2 separate regions of the Columba livia genome follow, and region 1 is linked to region 2. The links are chromatin contacts, called in public Hi-C maps. All regions are on one chromosome and are shown on one strand. Each heading gives the region's core, a stretch centred on a gene start, on an enhancer-like site or on the middle of the called end of the contact. The rest is flanking DNA. Distances are from core to core; before and after follow the strand shown.

The links. A called contact is a pair of places that touch in the nucleus more often than the background predicts.
Region 1: a contact with region 2 is called in a Hi-C map of liver, with 6 times the contacts expected there. The contact joins the enhancer-like site here to the promoter of SERINC2 in region 2. A contact is called at or near these places in 2 of 2 Hi-C or Micro-C datasets (crop and liver).

The regions. Positions count from the first base shown.
Region 1 is chr26:1,255,247-1,257,946 of bColLiv1.pat.W.v2, reverse strand. The region is part of intron 8 of HIVEP3 (HIVEP zinc finger 3); the gene reads right to left. Among named protein-coding and RNA genes, the nearest start is that of EDN2, 37 kb to the left of the region's middle. Within about 2 kb of position 1,321, at least 1 of the 3 cell types and tissues checked has an H3K27ac peak away from gene starts, as active enhancers do.
Region 2 is chr26:1,031,966-1,034,665 of bColLiv1.pat.W.v2, reverse strand. SERINC2 (serine incorporator 2) reads right to left here and starts at 1,336. Exons shown (of 10, transcript XM_065041357.1): 1 at 1,183-1,336. The coding sequence starts at 1,221. LOC135576410 (a long non-coding RNA gene) reads left to right here and starts at 2,503. Exons shown (of 3, transcript XR_010468123.1): 1 at 2,503-2,700.

The sequences.
Region 1 (2,700 bases), core at 72-2,571, 220 kb before region 2:
TGGATTTTCCCTTATTTTGATAAATTCTGGCTATGATGCAGATGCTTGTTTGTCGCAGAGGCTTTTACTGTCTGCCTGTGGAAAGCTTTGCACAGGGATGCTTTGTTAATAAGGGCTTGTAAACAGTGAGGAGTGTACAACAAGCAAATTCTAAAGGATTTGCAATATATCTGCAGGTAAATATACCGCATCTCTACTCTACTTTAAGGGCCAGCGGAGGCTTTGTGAGACCAGCACCAAGCTCCAAGCAGATCGCGCTGGCTCACCCGCTGCCGGGTCTGCACAGGAAAACCTGCCTTTCCGCGCCAGATGTGCACAGCTGCGAGCTCAGCCTGCAGAGGCCCATCGGGAGCAGCCACTGGATGTCACTGCAGCTCAACGCAACCACGCCGCCAGGCTCCCCTGCCAGTCCCCGTCGCTCTGCACACGCTAATAAACCACCAGTTTTTCCAATCTCTGTTTGTGCCAAGCACCAAGACAACGGGTGCAGAGCTGCTGGGATGCGCGTGGTCCCCAGCTTTGGGAGGGATGCTGCTCTGACACCTGCACTGAACAGGGTGATTAATTGTGGCACTGCTGGCCTCTTTTCACTGTCAGTTCAGCCTAGGACACGGTTTCTCCTCCGGTGAACACTGAAACGGTTTTCCATTCAGAGCTGCCATCTGTCAGCAGGACGAGCCGGAGGGGAAATGAGACGGAGTGAGTGCTGAGGCTGGAGCAGACCTGCCTGCAGCGGGCAGGGCGGCTGCCACCAGCGGCCACGGCCACACAGTGAGAAGTCACTGTGATCTATGCATAAAAAAACCTTCATTTTGTTTACTTGGAATAACAGGGCCTTACTAGTAAAAGCTCATGAAATACTTGGCATCACCAGTGAAATAAATAAGACGTGTATTCTACCAGGGCTGCTGATCCATCCAAGGCTCGGCCTGAAATGCACCTCATTTGCTCCCCACCACATTTCAGAAGTATCCGGTCCATAAAACGAGACCTACCGCAGAACTCACGCGGCATCGGGTCCAAGTCAGCGGCTCTTCAGCGAGAGGCTGACTCGCATTGTGACTGTCCGTATAATCACGGTGTTTGCTGGACACAGGATCCAGCGGCGGGTTTGCAAACTCCCAAAGGGACTGAATTCAGAACACATATTATTCCAAACGACCGGTTTTCCCGGCTGTAGGGCGAACGGTGCATATTTCTTGCTTGGAAAAGGAATGCATTGTGCTGGCAGAGCTAAGGGCTGGTCCCCATCTCTGGTTTTGTGGTTCGGTATCTATGGGCTCGGGGATGCACAGGCAGCTGCAGCCTCAGCCCGGCTCGAGGAGCCGTGTCCGCTGTGGTCTCTGCCGGGTCCCAGTCACCCAGCGGACAGGACAGGGAGCAAGGTCAGAAACAGGGAGTGAGGGAAACGCGAAGCCAGCTCCGCGCTGGGACGTGTTTGCATTTGCCACGGAGGGAAACATGTGAGTGAGTGCCGGGACAGCCCAAGGGGAGTTTGCTTTGGCCTCGGGACAGGCAGAGAGAGCTCAGAGCCGAGCCCTGGCTCCCCGCGCCAAAACACATTCTGCTGAGCTAACGGGCAGAGAAAGAGCAAGTCAGGAGAAGGGAGAGGAGGAGGAGGAGGGAGAGGAGGAGGAGGAGGGAGAGGAGGAGGAGGAGGGAGAGGAGGAGGAGGGAGAGGAGGAGGAGGGAGAGGAGGAGGGAGAGCTGGGAGAAGGACGGGAGAGGCAGCCAGGGAAAACACGCCTTGTCGGCTTTGGCCGAGGGCTGCATTTCATTACACGTGTGTTATTCTGAGGTTGTTCTACCAAACCGGTGCAATCCCACCAAGCAAAACCAACGCAGGAGCGAGGAATTAGACTCCAATCTCCTTTTATAGTAACACTCCTTACTTTCTCCTGCCCCTTAAATAGAAATAAAAACAATCGAGTGAAATATAACTCTTGTTTAAAATAATCCAGGGAGTTTTAGGCGCTGCGGCTCCCTCCCTGCCTGCCCCAAAGGAAGCACGGCTATCTTCCCGTGCTGGCTTGTGGCACATGGAAATAGCCACTTTATAGTTTTTAAATTAAAATAGTCCTTGCTAGGGTCTGTTCTGAGCCCCTTTGCAAAGAGAGAAGACACTGTGGTTACACAGGCTCTTTGCAGCCCACTATGAGAACACGGGATGCCCGACAGAGCTGTGAGCTCTTGATTTCTCATGCCCCTTTCTGTTATCTTTATGTTATTTTCTCATCCATCCAAATAGCACCCAACCACTATAGTAGAAAATAGGATTTTCTGGCCATCTTCTTGGCTGCTTTATTTAGTATTGGCATTTATGAGCAATGGGCCTCCTTACTCATGAGGCAGAACATATGAAATCGCAGCCGAAGTCCAGTGTTAACTTCAACCGGATGGAAAAGAAGCTGAAAGAAAATAAAGGAAACATCCTGCGATACCACGGCTCCCCGCTTTCACCTTCCTGCATTCCTTCCTGGCAGACCGTCCCCTTTACACAAACACGAACGCTCTTCATCCATAGCAGGAAATGGGGACTGTATGTTTTTTGTAATTCTAAAATTACACGGATTGCTTGCATAATGCGATGAGGGTCAGACAGCACAGCTCATTCCAGCGAGCAGCCAATGGCAACCAGGGCAGAGGAGTCCCCTCTGCAAGCGGGTGGGTTCGGGTCCTCTGCAGGCCAGGGAGGACCTT
Region 2 (2,700 bases), core at 87-2,586:
AGAATCATTTTCTTTTAGGAAAAAATCCAGAATTAGGCCAGAACCTCCCCATCCCCGCTCTGGAGTAACTCCCAGGTTTTCTGATACCTGCCCATAAGGAAAAGCATCGGATGCATGCTGCAGACAGAGGCCTTGCAGGCTGCCCTCCGTCTGATCTTATGTTTCAAAAGCTCCTGGTCGTTAAACCTCCAGAACTTTGAGGTCAGGTTGTGAAACCGGCCCCGTTCCCAGGCTGGTGGCTCCCGGGTCGGTGTTGCCGCCCTGCCTGGCCCTGTGCCCACAGGTGAGGCAATGCCAGGGGCGGCAGCACCGGCCGTGGGCAGCTGCTGCGTCACCGGGCACAGCACCCTCGATCCTGCACCCCACGTCACTGGGCACAGCACCCCAAATCCAGCACTCCACGTCACTGGGCACAGCACCCCGAATCACACACCCTGCACCCGCCCTGGGCCATGGCACCCACACACAACAGCTCCACCTGTCCCGGCTCCTTCTTCTTATTCCATCCCCAGCCTCCTGCTTTGGGGCTCAGCAGCGAGAACCAGGCAGGACCCCCAGCCCCTCAGCATCGCATGGGTGCAGCAGCACTGGATCCCCCAGTATATAAGAGCAGGGGGGCCAGGACCACCGACTTCCCCAGGGCCAGCAGGGCATCACCCCTCCAGCTGCCCAGATCCCCCAGGTTCACTGGGGCACAGCATCCCAGGCACCCTCAGACTCCATGTTCCCCTCAACCATGACATTCATGAGCCTCAGAATTATCTGGGGTGAACCCCCTGGGTCTCCCCTGGATATCCCCGGGAGCTGTGGGATGCCCTGCTCCGGGTGTCCTTCACATCCCCCCAAACACAGAGGGATGCATCGATACAGGGGTCCCCTGCATCCCCCTGGGGTTCCCCGCATCCCCCCGGGGGTCCCCTGCACCCCTCCGCCTTTCCCTTGGAACTCCCGGCATCTCCTCCGCCCCCGCAGGGGTACCGGGCACATCCCCGGGGCACATTCTCGGGGCACATCCCTCAGACCTCCCTGGGCCTCCCCTGCACCTCCCACCCGGATCCACAGCAGCACCGACTCCCCCGCCCCGGGGCCGCGCCCGCCGCTGCGGTGCCGGGATCGGCCGCAGCCCCGTTACCCCCCCGTTCCCCTCCCGCTCCCGTCCCGCCGCCCCCGCCGGGCACTCACGCAGCTGAGCAGGGAGCAGACGCCCAGACAGGCCCCCATGGTGCGGCCGCCGCTCCGCACTCGCTCCGCGCTCCCTCCGCGGCCGCGCTGGCTCCGCCCGGCCCGGCCCCGCGGCTCCCGCTCGGGGCGGGCGCTGCCGCCTCCCCCGGGGCGGCCCCTGCGGCGGCGGGGCGGGGCCCTGCGGACAGCCGGGAATCCCCGGCATCCCCCCGTGGCCCTCGGAGCGGGGAAGTGGCTGCTCGGATCCCCCCGGCACCGTTCAGCGCCGAGGGGACCGCACCGACAGCGGGAGCCCGGCCCGGAGCGGGGGCTCTGGGGTGCCCCGGGGCTGGGGTGCCGCCCAGGCACCCACCGCGGGAAGGGGTTGGCTCCTCGGAAGGCAGCTCAGGGTCCCGAGGCATGTTTTGAGTGTGTTCACTGTGAACTGGGTCCCCTTGGAAAGGCTGGGTCAGGTCCCCACCAAATGTCCCCAGAGCAGCTGTGGGGGCCTGGGGTCAGCTGGCACCTGGATCCAACTGAGAAGTTAATGAAGCCCTGTGATTTTTCATCGATACAGCTCGTGCAGGTAGATATGGCCTTGCTGAGGGCTGCTGATGGGGTCAGCAACAGCATTTGAGTCCCAGAAAGAGCAGAGTGCTGGGTTGCTCCTGGCCATCAAGTCCTACAAGTCTGGTGCACCGCTCTGCTCCAACACACATAGCAGCTCCAGTACACCACTCAGCTCCAGTACACAACCCAGCTCCAGTACATCACCATCCAGCTCTTCCTTGCTCCAGCCTTTCCCCACAGTCTCTGGCGCCTGGGATTCCTGAAAGTTGCTCTTGCAAGTAAAGAAGCAAAGGTAGCATTCAGTTCTTTAGGCTTTCCTGTGTCTTGTGGCACTGGGTCCCCCATCTCATGGAGCAATGTGCCCATATTTTTCGTCGTCATCCTTTTGTCATCTATGTACTTATGACAGCTCTCCTTGCTGTCACCTCCCAGCTCCAGCAGACCCCCCAGCTCCAGCAGACCACCCAGCTCCAGCAGACACCGGCTCCAGCGCAGCTTCCATCTCCAGCACATCTACCAGGCTGAATGAACTCCCCCTGTGGGACCAGACCCCGGGTGAGGGGGGACAAGGGACACACGGTGCCAAGGGTGGGAGCTGGAGCTGGGCGGGCAGCGGGTTTCCCTGCCTGGCCGGTGTCTGGCACGTCCACCCGGAACAGCGAGTGCTGTCCTGCTGCTGGCGTGTGTAATTCAGGGGCTGAGATAAACTGGGATGTGCTAGCCCACATCCAGACCCTAAATTTAGACAGCGGGGAATGTATGTGACTATGCAGCAGCAGGCAGGATTTGGGGGCCACAGGGCTGAGGCAGGCGGTAGACAATGTGTCCCCTGTGTCCTTGAGGCTGAGGAGGGTGTCACACTTCTTGCTTCAGAGATAAAGCTCCGGGGTTTGGCTTCTGTTGGCACAAATTAAAAGGAAAAGCTTTACTGTGTGGGCTCCCAGAAGCTGCCGGCTGGTTGCACCCTGC